Regions from separate parts of the Mus musculus genome. Here region 1 is linked to region 2. The links are chromatin contacts, called in public HiChIP or PLAC-seq maps. All regions are on one chromosome and are shown on one strand. The core of a region is the stretch at or near the end of the contact, and the rest is flanking DNA. Distances in the headings are between cores, read along the strand shown. Region 1 has its middle 8.6 kb from the start of Gm38902. Region 2 holds the start of Prmt8 (protein arginine N-methyltransferase 8).

Region 1 (6,806 bases), core at 3,459-5,958, 59 kb after region 2:
TGACTAATAAAGACTCCACCAGCAGGACCCACAGTCACATCTCTCTCTGCAGCCAGCAGTGTGGACAAAGTCCGCATGTCAAGGCCATGATGGGATAAACACTGAGTAAGAGTGGGAGGAGCCTTCTATACAGACAGAATCCAGAAGGCTGGAGGGGTTGGACCCTCAGCTTTACATCACATACAGTGCATTGAAGCTTTTGGTAACCTGATGGAGTAGGCTCTTGAGGTTGTGGGATCCCTGTGCCACCTAAGTAGAGGCCACCAGTGGAAGGAAAAGGCATCTCACCTGCTCAGTCCATTACCTAGGTCTCAACCCATTGGCTGAAAACCCGTTTGCCTTGGTGAGGTGATTTTTGCATTTCTAGGCAGACCAATTAATTATGTTATCTTTGAACACAATCAAAGCTATGCACACAGGTGAGACTTCTCCATGCAAAAGGAGGCACCGAGCAGGGCCAGGACTGCATTACTGCCTGTGTTGCTTTTGGACAAATCTTTAGTCTATTAATAGAGATCCTAAACGTGGACAATAGCGGCTCCCAGGGCTGTGCTGGATGAGACTGGAGTGGCATCCCCAGTGGCTCAGCCCCTGGCTTACTCAGGTCTACTGGTGGGGAAGGGAAGAAGAACCCTTGCCTTTCAAAGACCTGGCTGAACTTAAAAGTTGCCCCCACCCCCACCCCACCTCTGGAGTTCTATAGTAACCATAGAAAGCTGTGTGCAAAGCAAATGCCTGACAAAGACGAATGGGATGAACGGGAAGCCAGGGTTTTCTCCAGACTCTGAGCTGAACTTAACACATAACTGGATCCTAATTGTCTTCAAATAACTAATTAGAACATTCAAGCAAAGCTTGAATAGCTTCCTATAGTTGATAAAAAAAAAAAAGTCATTCCAGGTGTCTCTAATTCAACATCACAGATGTTAGGGTCAAGGCCTACAACCAGTCACACCACCTTTGTAGACTCCATAAACTCAAGGCACCTCCCTTGGGCTGCAGATCAACCCTACTTCTGGAGCAAAGGATGGGGTCTCTGTTTCCTTGCTGACCCAGGAATCATCTGGGACATGTTCCTTCACATCTTAGTGACAAAATAAAACAAAAGAAGCACCGTGCTGCACCTGACCTCGTCAGTTGGCAGCTCACAGGTCACCCACAGCGGGCCGAGGAGCTCCCCAAACTCAGATGAAACACAGCAACCTCTGCCTCGACACAGAAAAGAATTGTGGAAAGAGCTGGTGAAAAGCAAAATCGGAATTTATTTTAAAAAAGAAAACAAACTTTTTTGTGTCTTTTTTTTGGGGGGGGGAGTTATTTTGTTTTGTTTTGACATAGGTACTAAGCATGAAGTTAAGAGAAAAAAATTAGGAGACAGATCCACTTGAGAGCATAGGTGTGGCCACCTTAAAAGAGAGATCTATTTCGTTGCCTTTACAGTAGTCACATATATAGTAGGTAGAGGGGGGCGGGGGGGGGCATCTCCAAAGAGTTGCTAAAAAACTTAAGTGAGATTACAGGTGAGGGCTACTGTCTAAGTCACTCTGATTTAGAGTGTTAGAATATTGTTACTGTAAACAAAGGTACTCTTGTTTAGAAAATATCTGGGTGTAGTGAAAATGTTGTTTTCTTTGAAAAACACAGAAATATTATGGGAATATATTTTGGTTTTAGTCCCAGGTGGGATGTGAGGCTGCTTCAGACTGCCTCTGCAGCACGATGTTGCCAGCGGACAGGTAGTTTGTGCAGTTGTGTTATGTGTGTGGTGTTTGACTTCTCAGAGAGTATATAAATGCCAGGGCCCCAACAGGCTTGGGTTGTTGTTGGTTGGTGGTTGGTGGCTGGTGGTCAAGGTTTGTTAAGTAGTCATGCGCAAAGAAGAAACAGGAAGAAGAAATTAGATCAAACTTGCCACAGGAAACTTGACGCCCACAACCAGCAGGAAGTAGTCTAATGATAACCCTTTCCCCACCCCTATCCTTTTTCTGGACTATGTCGAGTTAGGGTGGAAAGGGGGTGGAGAAGGGTGGAAGAAAAAAGAACCCACAAAGTAGCCATGTGCTGGCTACACCTGGGAAAGAAGTAAAGCCATACTTGAAGGTCACACAGACATAAAACATAAGGAATGGCAGCCGCTGTGCTCGTAGCCTTTATAGGAAATGTTCCTTGTGCTGGAATTCTTGGTTCTTGGTTGCCAGGAAGCTTCCACACAGACTCTCAACCGAGGGACTCTTTCTTTCCTTCCTGTGACCCATCCTTCTTTCTGTCTTTCTATCCTACCTTATCGTGGGATATGACCTCCAGTTTTTGTGGAGCTTGAATATGGTAAACACGATTTCCTCCTCATTCAGACTTGTAATGAACCCGTGAGCCTATCCAACACAGATGAGCAAGGGGTGTGGCACTTTACTGGTTGGGAAGCCTTTCTATTCCGTGCTCTGGGTGACAATGACAAAATGCCCTCTTCCCTGGAACAACAGGCAGCTGTGGTGTCATGATGCCTGTTTGATACACAAAAGGCTCAAAAAACAAAACAAAAAAACCCAAAAACCAAAAAACAAACAAAAGAAGCTGAACCAACTCTAGAGCTCCTTCTATTTCCCAATCCAGTGTTCTTCCTATCACACAGAAGGAGCAGGACCATGCAGACTTCTCCAAGGGTGCACCCAGCCCTACTGCTGACACTTCGGTCTGGCCTGCACGAGGGCACCTGGCCCCGGGTGAGGCATTGAGGCTAGCTTGAATGCCACTGAGAACGGCCATTCCCACTCCTGTCCTATTGAACCTCAGACCCCAATTTCCATTGCCCTGGAAAACCACTGGTTTTAAGAAAAGGGAAACATTGCATTGGGCTTCCTTGGGATTGGAAATGCCAAGTGAGAGGCAGTAGGAGACCTCACAGCTGCCCTCCTTAGTAAGGGAAGGAGGTGAGGGCTGCTGGGCTGTTGATGCCCATGAAGAGACAGTCAATTCCTCCTTGTAGAGCACGGCTATCTTACAGATTTGGGGTTTTACTTTGGGGTATTGCTGCTGTTTTGTTTGTTGGTTGGTTGGTTTTTAATCTGTTGCTAGCATGAGTTTTGGTCAGAAGAGTGGGATCTGGGTTGTACCCTTGGCCCTGGGTGGAAACATGGAACTCTAAGCTGCCCAAAAGGTTTTAAGATGACAAAAGACATTGCTTCTGCCCCCTCCCTTAAGAGTTAGTCCAAATGAACCAGCCAATCACCTGGACAGGAAAATGCTGCACAGAAAGCCGAATTTTGAGGGCTGGAGATAAGGCACTGAGCAGTTAGGATGCTTGCAATCATGAAGACAAGGATTTGAATCCTATTACCCAAGTAACAAACCAGGCATCCCACAGGCAGACAGACAGACAGACAGACAGACACACAGACATCAGTATTTTTTTCTTGTTTTCTTTTTTTAAGCTGTATCTTCAGGAAAGATAATCTAGCTGAAAACGTGTTAAAGAAGGTGGAAAGGGTAGCTTCTCCTTCATGAGTTGGGTACATACGCTCCCAGAAGCTCCTGGCTCCACGGAGCTGCTTTCAGACCCCCCACTGCTAACCCTACCCAATTTCCTAGTTCAGAAAGCATAAAACTTCTTTCCCTCTTTCTGTCTCTTTTTTCCAGACACCAGTAGAAATGCTAAGCCTGCTTGCCCTAACATTCTGCGCATCCTCACTCTCCAAAGACTCTGCATGCAGAGGCTCAAAGACATGCATAGAGCATCCAGTGTTATAATCTGTTTGTCACTCAAGGAGCCACCCAGCTCCTCCTCCTCCTGGGAATCAGGTCTCCCTCCTACCTCAACTCCCAAGAATCTCAACAAAAGGAGTGGTTCTGGGGACAGACAGCCTTGCTGCTCACCCAGAGCACCTCTGCCCTTTTCTTCTACACTCAACCTTTTGCCATCAACTACGTGTCTATGATTTCTCCGTTGTTAAAAGTCACCAGAGCACACAGTAACACAGCTGGCTAGCCAGCCAGGAGGCAAGCTCCCCAAAGGGGTCGTCATAGCTCATTCCTCTGACCACTTGCCTTTCTTGTGGCTATCTGTAGAAGGCACAGAGTAAATGGTTAAAAACCCCTAGACTGTTCACCATTTAAAGCTATCCATAATGGGGCATCCAAATATTAGATAGCAATATAGGCTTTGCCTAGCACAAGGCAGATGCACACATCAGCTGAGTCTCATTCTGTGAGTACACATAAGTCTGGCACTAAAATGGAAAAAGAAAAGTATTGCTTGCTTTACTTTTCATTCATCAGAAATCCCCCCTCCCCCACCCCCCACGCGTGCCTCTTTTCTTTTCCTCTGAATCAAGACATGGGTTCCCAGTTTTCCAATTTCACGTGTAGACTGAGATCAGAAACTCCGTTCATTGCCTTTGTTAGAAGGCCCCTGTAGCCACTTGCAGCTACAGGGTTCTTGAAAGGGAGGCTGGGACCATATGGGAAAGAGGTGAGAGAAATAGGAGACCAAGACAAAGATACTGACCTAGGCCCAAAGTTTACTGAGTGTGAACTTATAAATGGAGGGGGCCTATCCCCCACCACGCCAGGCTCTCTGTGCTTTGTCGCCAGGCTCTTGTCACTCTGTCCCCAGGCTGATGCTTATTCAGGGTGGCCTCAGGAAGACAGGTCTACCTCTCAGCCGGTAGCAGCCTCTTGGCGAAAACCACAGAGGCTACAAAACAATAGCTCCATCTAGGTTGGAGACTCCACCCTAGGTGGGCCAGCTGACAATGGTAGAACAGGTCTGAACCAGCCTGCTCAAGGCTGGGGGAGGCTACAGGCCCCAATTATTATCCAGGTCCAGAAAAAAAAATTACCTTGCTGAGTTAAACTTACATGCCACCTTCTGAAATCCCCATCCCAAACACGAGTGACTCTCAAGAAGTAGGAGACATTAGGATTTACGGCTGGCTAAGTCTTTTGGACCTGGCAAATGAGTTCTTCCTACGCTGAGGCAGAATGTTCAGTTCTTTTGGAGTTGAGGTTGTTTTGTTTATTTTCACTTAAATGTTTTTGTTGAGGGAGAGAGGTTGGGGGACGGGCAGAGGATTGGCACAGGCGCCAAGGTAAGTCTGTGGAAGGAAGCTAGGGGATGGCCTACAGGAATTGGTTCTCTCTTCTGTCCATCTGAGTCCCAGGAATCAAACTCAAGTTGGCAGGCTTGGCAGCAACTTTGCTCACCTCACAAGCCCCTGAGGCCCCTGACTCAACCTGTCATTGCTATCTATTATAAGAGCCACCTGGCTCTTGTCTTCAAAAGAACAAATTCAGTCAGGAGGCAGGGACAGTCTGACAAAAAAGTTTATTTAGCAGAGGCTTAAGCAAAGCAAGCGTTCTGAAGACAAAGACACACAAGAGTCTGAGTTGAGTAGGGATGCTCTTGTGGATATTTATGAGGTGGGTGCCATATTCAAGGGTAAGGTGACCCTTTTTTGTGCCCCAAATCGTAGTTGACAAGATGTTCTTTTGGGAGTGTTTTTCTCCCCACCTCATTTTCACAAAAGAAGGGGGCATCACAAATGGTGATGGAAGTAACAGAGTGATATCAGGTCCTTTGAGGACTCTATCCTCTGCTAGGGTATGGGGATAAGTGGCCCCAGTGGCCCCATCATAGCTCTACTGCTCTTTAACCATGAAGGGGACATTCTGACAGTGGGAAGACACAGTCACCTGGGTGTGTAACAGCAGCTCTCCCCATGACCTCATGTCTGACTCCTTGCCTTGGGGTGGTCTCTTTCCTGGACGAGGTAGAGGCCTTCTGAGAAGTTGTTCTTACAATTTAGTCTGTTGCAATTAGATACATTACTCTGTGAAAGGACAACAGTGTCTTGTATATATTCTTCAGGTAGAAGCCTGCCAAAACTAATTGTGATTTTCTCGGAACCCTGTCTTTACTTTGGTCTGATCAGCTTGGCTATCTCATACCCAGATGCTAGCCTTCTTATTTACCTTTTTGAGTGCTTGTGACTGGCCGTTTGACTCTGGATATCTTAGCATTCATGTTAATCCACACATTTGTTTGTGCTATAACACTTCCCACCTCTCTCTCTGACTATCTTAAGGAATGGCACCGGGAGGATGTCAGGCAGTCAGGTTGCCATTGTACACACCCAGGGATGTCCCACCTGGAACAAGAAACGAGTAATGGGGAAACTTCCAGATAAGATTGGAGACTCCCAACTAAGAGAGATTCCAAAGAGGGGAGCCCCTGGCATCTTCAGTATGACCTGCTTCCCCAGCCCTTCCCCGGCGTGGGAAAAAGGCCTCCAAATGTCCATTCTCCTCCTCTTCTCTTCCAGCAGACTCCACCCTCAGGTTTCTCCTTAGCCACTGGCGAAATTGTGTTTTACTACAATACTGTCTTGCTTCCAAACAAAATGGGGGATGGAAAGAAAAGGCCTCAACAAAACAGTCTCAGTGAGAATATTATTCTGCAACTAGATCTATTTCATTAGGAGGTGAGGAAAATGGTCTGAGACTCTGTGTCCAGGCCTTCATGATTCTCTATCAGGATCCATTGGTCTGTCCAGGACACAAAGAACCAGATGAAATGGGGAGAGCGAAAATCTTGGATGTTCTAGACAACCCACTCCTTCCACTTAAGAGTCTGTCAAGGGGAACTCCGGTTCTCCCTCACCGAACCACTCTAATCACCACGCCTCCTGAACCTGACCCCCGATGTCTCTTTTCAAGTTCCCAACATGTGGATAGTAGAACCCCACATTCACAGGCATGAACAGAGCCCCTGCCACTGAAAGCGGCAGCTGGAACTAGCAGGGCTGTTTGGT
Region 2 (6,414 bases), core at 1,255-3,754:
CTTGAGCAGAGCTGGCATGTGCGACTGCTGAGAAGGGGGAGCTCAGAGCAGCGGGGGAAGCGAGTAAAAATAGCCTGTCGCGCGTCGCTCTGCCTGCTCCGGACGCCTTTAACCCTCACCGAGGTGGAGAGAGCCGCAGCCGCCACTGCACACTGCGGAACGTGGCCCGGGTCTGCACTAGACCCCACACGCCAGTCCGGGTGATTGTGGACGAGGACCCACGAAAACTTTTTTTATTTTTATTTTCTATTTTTTTTTAAGACAAGTGAAGATGAGGTGGGATAGGGAAAAAGCAGGGAAGAGCTATAGCTACTGGGTTGCAGGGACTGCTACAAGCTGGCTGGCCCAACACTTCACCAGTGCGCGGCCTTGAGACTCCAAGCTATTTTTAGAAACCTGTTCCGCGGGTGGGCGATCAGAGGGCGGAGGGGGAGGGGAATGCTGAGCGTCTGGTGCTATTACTCGGTTTCAAAGACTCTGCTCCCAGGTTGGGGTGGGGAAGAGGATGGTCCAAGGAACGACATGCAGAATGGCTTTGCCCTAACTCAAGGAGAAGACATTAACTGCTGTATGCCCCTCATCTTCCAGCCCCAGATCGTGTTTGTTTCAAAATCGACAGTTGCCAGAAGCATGCTGCCTCTAGTGTCCAAGGAATGGGTATTCTTAAGCTTTGCTGCCTATACCGTGAGGCGGGGAATGAGTTGTGACCTCTAGGAAAGAAGGCCGGGAAAGGTCTTCACGTTGTTTTTGCTTTCCCGCAAGGCCTGGACAGTCTCCGCGCCACACCCCCATCTCAGCCCCACGCTGCATATGGGTTACCGTATGTGAAATGTACGGCAGCCCCACCAGACACTGGGCTATTAATAGAGCCCCGGAGTTTGCTCTGTGTCTTTTTCCTGCCACCGAATAAGGGATGATCACACACACGCCCCACTCCACCCCCACCTCGGCGCACAGTTCCTCTGTGAAGGTAAGGGGGCTGCCCATGCCGATCCCCTCCATGACTACAGGTGCCCAAAACCAGGGAAAAATCCCATTGTGATGACAGCTGGGTCAGAGCGAGGCGAAAGAACACACTTGCTCGGGACGCAAAGACCCGCTGGGCTCTCTGCAGCTCAAGGCCAACTCCGGAGTAGAGAAAGGGCAGATACGGGGCGGCCGTAAGGACTGCCGAAGACGGAGGGCAAGAGTATCATTTGCGGAGCTAGAGCGGCCTCCTTAAAAGCTGCTGCGGGACAAGTGGCCGCAGACCGGTTTCGCGCTGCAGCCCAGGGCGCACAACCCCCGCTGCTTGTGCGGGCTAAGCTGCGGCAGGCGCGGGCGCTGTCCCTGGTGCTGAATGGGGCCGCGGTCGGTGCGCCCTCCCAGGGTTCCGCTCTCCCTCGGCGCCTTAAGCACCCTAGGACTGCAGACCTCCGGCCCAGCTGTGGACTGGGGACTGCGGGGGAGGTCAGGTGCAGGTGCTTAGTACTGCCACCAGGTCGGCCCCCTAAGGCCGGGAGCTCTCCGCGGTGTTGCAGGGACCCATAGCTTGGGGACCACCTCGAGCTTGAAGGGTAAAGCCCAGGTAGCGGTGGGAGATAATCGGTGCACTGCAGGGAGCAAACCTGGCCCTAATATAACCCACTCCAGCTCTTCGTAAAGCCGGGATCCGGGATCACTATCGGAATCCTGTGCACAGGGGCAGGGGAGCCGGGCTGCCCAAGGTTTGGGACTTAGGGGAACAGGAAGGGAGCAGAGGGTGGCAGGAGAGGGTGATGGGGCTGAAAATTTAGATTTTCAAGGGGGAAAGGAACTGAGACGTGCACCGTCGCCCCCCACACACACTCCTACACTTCTCTCTCTCTCTCTCTCTCTCTCTCTCTCTCTCTCTCTCTCTCTCTCTCTCTCGGCAGGGACAAGCGGGATGGGGAAAGTTTGGCACCACGGCGTTGGTGGTGGCAGCAAGCAGCGGCGGCACACAGGGGTCCCAGTGGGAGGCAGGGTCGCTGAAAACCCCGGCCCGGTCGCCTCCTTACCTCGGTGCTTTCGACTGCATTCTCCGCCATTTTCCTCCGGAGGAGCAGGCAGCGGGAGGAGTGTTTCATGCCCATAAGAGCCAACAAGGGTTTGGGGATTCGAGATAGTAAAGAACGAGAGACGGCTGATGTGGCTTTAAAAGAGAGCCTAAGAATGCAAGAGGAGGGGGGAAAAAATCCCAGCCAGCCCCTCTCCCGGAGCGTCCTCCGCGACAATCGAGCTCTGTGGAGTCCCTCCTGCGGTCGCCACTTTGTTCACGTTTCCTCGCTCTTCATCTGCCTCGCATCCCTTCGCACACTTGCAAGTTCTGGTCGCGCTCACGACCCCCTCCGCGCCCCTCTCCCCTGCGCGGCGGGCTGGGCGGGAGGGAGGGAGGCGGCCCCGCGGGCTCGCCGGCAGAGGCAGCGGCTCCGAAGTCCGGCAGGCGGGAGGCGGACGGCAACTCTCCCAACTTCTGCCGATCGCTGGGCGAAGCAACACGCGTCCTGCTCGGCGCTCCCGGGGGCTGAGCCGGTGAGTGGGGGCGGGGTGGGAGGTGCGCGGGAGCGAGCGGGTGGCGGGGCGCTGACGGCGGAGACCCCCAGCCCGCCCCCGTGCCCGGGACCGCGGGGTCTGGGGGCCGCCTGCGCTCCGCTGCGCTCCTGGCGCGGCGCACACCTGGCGCGGGGGCTAGGGCTGCGCGCACGCTGCGGGGCCGCGCGCCAGGCTCCGGGAAGCAGGCGTCCACGAGGCTGCTGGAGGGTCTCAGCCCAGTGCAAGTCCTTCTAACGAGGGCAAGCACCGGACAAGACTCAGCCACGGTTACCAAATGTCTACGCCCCTCACCCCTCCCCAGCCCCCCCACCCGGTCGATTCCTGGATCCTTCCTGCGCGGATTACTGTTTGGGGCATGAACAGGGTGGGTGTCTGGATGGGAGGGGGAAGTCCTCAACTCCTTCAACTCTAGGTCCTCTCTATCTAGCTTTTCTTCACCCTCAGGACCCAAGACCAGAAGGCCTTCAAACCCCTCTCAGGAGGACCGGGTTGAAGTGAAGGTGGCTGCCTGAGGTGGCTTGGGAAAACAACCAGGAACAAATCAATAAAAGGGTCCGCGGTCTAGCTCCCCTACCCCTGTCTAGCCTGTCAGCCCCCACTCCCGGGGGGACACACATCTCTCCCCCTCCCCTACAGCCCCTCCCCCACCTTCACCCTCTCCTGACGTCCCTTTTATGGGAGAGAGCCGTGAGGATGTCACGTACCCATTAGGATTCTCTCGATCCTTTTTTAAGGGAGAGTTTGGGCGGCAGCGGGGGGTGTGAATTTTTATACAATGCATTCCTGTCTTCACTTTGAGAGCTTTTTTTCTCTCTTTCGGGCCATCTGTCAGGCATTGAGGGATAGAACAATGGGGGAGGGAGGCCATACTCAGGACTCTGTAGCTGGCTATCTCCGGGAAAGCTGAACCTTCAGGCTTTCTGGCCCACAGGTCAAGGTCAGGGACCGCACAGATGTGCCAGGAGCTTTCTTCCCGCTTCATCTCAGTCCTTAGTTGAGTTATTTAAACCAATCGCCCTGTTTAGTCTGATCATAGCCTTTGATAGCCAAGAAGTGTAAGAGTGACTGTCCTCAACTAACCCAGGTTCATTGAGGAAAAGGGCCAAAACCCAGCTCGGCTCACGGTGATAGATACTTCTATCAGACCAAGATCCTCAGGCAAAGAGAAGAGACATGGCCGTGAGCAGAGGTGAGGAGTAAAAAACGGGAAGAGGAGGGAGATGAGAAGGATTAAAGAAAATATAGCAAGAAGCTTGGGTTAACCGCACTGATAATCCCAAAACAAGAGTAAATTCCCCTCAACCTTCTCAAACCACAGACCTGAATTCGAGTTGGGCATGAATGAGCAGTCTTTGGCAATGCCTGATCCTTCTTCACTCCCATCCTGCCATCCTGCCATCCTGCCACACACAGTATGGAGGAGGGGACATAACTGCATCTAAAAAATGACTTTTACCTCCTGCTTTTCTTCCCCTACTCGTCTTCTCTCAGATAAGGCTCTGAGATGCTGGATCAAAAGAGGCTTAGTACGTATGCAATCAAATAAGACTAGAATAGCAAGATTCCCCACCCACACGTTGGTCCAGTCCTCTTACAGGTAAGGACTCCGGATGAAAGAGAAGGGGGCAATTGTCTAAGGTCCCTCGACAAGCTGCAGGAGCTTCAGTAAACCAGCTCCCCAGCCTCTTGACTTCCAACCCAACCCTGTCCCCACCCCACACTCCTTCTGCTTGTTCATCCATTCTGTGACTAACAGGGGAGGAGGGGAGCTGAAACAGGCTCCCACCGAAATAGGCTGCTGTTGTGCGTGATTATGTTGCTATGAGAACCTCAGTGGGGGTGTTTCCTCAGTTCTCTGTTGAAATCTTTTTACTGTGCTTGGCTTCTCCCCAAGTACAGACACAGCTCCTGTTGGAATGGGAAAGGGACATGGAGAGCTGTGTTTTTACAGCAAGAGTTTGCTATGCCAACTCAAAGGCAGCCTGGGGCACAGAGGTATCTAGGCCACTAAGGTTGCTCTGCAGCGACCTGAGGAAAGCATGGTGACCTATCACAGGTGATGCTCCGACCCTCCTCGAACACTCTTGGATCTGAGATTTGGTCCCTGCTGTGCACCCACCTAATTACAAACTCACAAATCATTGAAAGGTAGAGTTTGGGGAGCCGTGTTACTCTTGAATGTTGCAGGTAAAAATGTAGAGGCTCAGGCCTCCATGTGCACGTGCGCGCACGCGCGCGCACACACACACACACACACACATGTATGCCCATACAAACATACAAGAATTACCTGAAGACTCACCTCCCGGGATTGTGAAAAATCCATGATGTATGAAAAACACACAGTAGGACTATTAGAAGCCAGCCCTTTTCTGTCTCTTTTGCATGAGTATCAGAATATTCTCTTATCAAGTTAGCTTAATTAATTATCTCAATTAATCCACATGATCCTCACTGGGCATCTTTTAGTGCTTCGTTCATAGCAGGAACTGGGCTTAACAAGGCGACAGAACACATCAGACTGTGACAAGTTCTCAATCTTTCATCACCGTGACTGTGAAGGGCAGAATGGAAGGCTGTTGGAGAGAGTTTAGTGACAAGTGCGAAGACAGAGGATGATAAAGGGGTTCAGCATTTGTCATGGTGTGCGTTTGATGTGTCCTGTGGCCAAGTGGTCCCCAAGATCCATTAGCTCGTTCCCCTTGCACTAGGCCTTCAACGGAACAGGCTGTGTTGAATGGCACACTTAATGGGCTCTGAACAAGGCTGACCCGATGGCAAGAGTACAAATATTATGCGAACATTTGCTGTGACTCGTCCTGTAGCCTGAGTCCAGCTTCACAGAGGGCTTTCCGCCTGCTGCAGTCTGCATCTGCACACCGTTCCAGTTGCTGTCCTTTTGGCTACTTTTTGAGATTTTGTGTTCTCCATGAACACAACACAGAGAAGATTCCCCCAAACAGACAAAACTCAAAAAATACTGCCCTCAGAATACAGTCAAGATGGAAGTCCGGGTTGCCTGACTCCATATACAACTCTAGGAGAAGGTAAATCAGCTTAAAGAACAGGACAATGGCTCTCAACCTTGGCTGCATGACAGAACCACCTGGGAGATTTAAACACACCAACGTTTGGTTTCCTCCTTCGGGGATCAGGGCATCAAGAGTTTTTAAGAGTTTAATTCTAGTGGAGTGCCATGTTTAGGACAAACATTCACAGATATTTGAGGACAGGAACTGTAGATGGTCTCTGAGGTACAGAAAAGATCCTTCCCACCACAGGGGCTACCCCACTATTGGAAGATCTGCCTCTAGCACACATACCTTCATGTTTTCCTCCAGTGCTGAGTTCCAGCCAGAGGAGGTGCTAGATCGGCACTCTACCACTAAGCCACAGTCTCAGCCCTGGGTTTTTGAGATAGGGTCTCTCTATGTGGTCCAGATGGGCTCTTCCTTTGCTTCCATGGTGCTGGAACTGCAGGCATGTTCTGTGATGCTGATACCAGTACTGGTTCTTGAGATCTGTGGAGTGAAGTTGTGTTGATGACTGGGGTGACATGTAGGATTGGAATAAAACCCTTGGGGAAGGGTATCATAGGAAAAGACTCTCTAGTGTTGTGAGATGCCACTGAAGAAGTGACCGGTAACCAGAGGAGCCCTATCTGTTCCCACTCTTCCTATTCTGGAACTCTATAATTCTGCCTGGGAGCCCATGCTGGGATCCCAGAACCAAACATTTCCTTGTCTACCTTTCCACTACTACCAATCCAGTGAGCCAGCATCAGGGTACAGCTTCCCTAGCCTACAGACCAGGCCACTTAGGAAGATTCAGGTGCAAACTCTGGTCTGTTCTGGCATGTAA

The links. HiChIP or PLAC-seq counts read pairs in DNA pulled down with a chosen protein or histone mark.
Region 1: an H3K4me3 HiChIP or PLAC-seq map of embryonic stem cells shows a contact between it and region 2, with 6 times the contacts expected there. The contact joins the enhancer-like site here to the promoter of Prmt8 in region 2. A contact is called at or near these places in 3 of 39 promoter capture datasets (frontonasal cranial neural crest, maxillary cranial neural crest and second pharyngeal arch cranial neural crest), 1 of 15 datasets of contacts at CTCF or cohesin (the NIH/3T3 cell line), 2 of 484 Hi-C or Micro-C datasets (cortical neurons and granulocyte-monocyte progenitors), 4 of 115 datasets of contacts at active chromatin or transcription factors (all in embryonic stem cells) and 1 of 9 other capture datasets (adipose tissue).

What each region holds. Positions count from the first base shown.
Region 1 is chr6:127,823,828-127,830,633 of GRCm38.p6, forward strand. No RefSeq gene overlaps it. Among named protein-coding and RNA genes, the nearest start is that of Gm38902, 8.6 kb to the left of the region's middle. Within about 2 kb of position 4,709, at least 6 of the 459 cell types and tissues checked have an H3K27ac peak or open chromatin away from gene starts, as enhancers often do. A contact at or near this core is called in embryonic stem cells, where this site is marked.
Region 2 is chr6:127,766,655-127,773,068 of GRCm38.p6, forward strand. It overlaps Prmt8 (protein arginine N-methyltransferase 8), which reads right to left and starts at 2,505. Exons shown (of 10, transcript NM_201371.2): 1 at 2,019-2,505. The coding sequence starts at 2,093.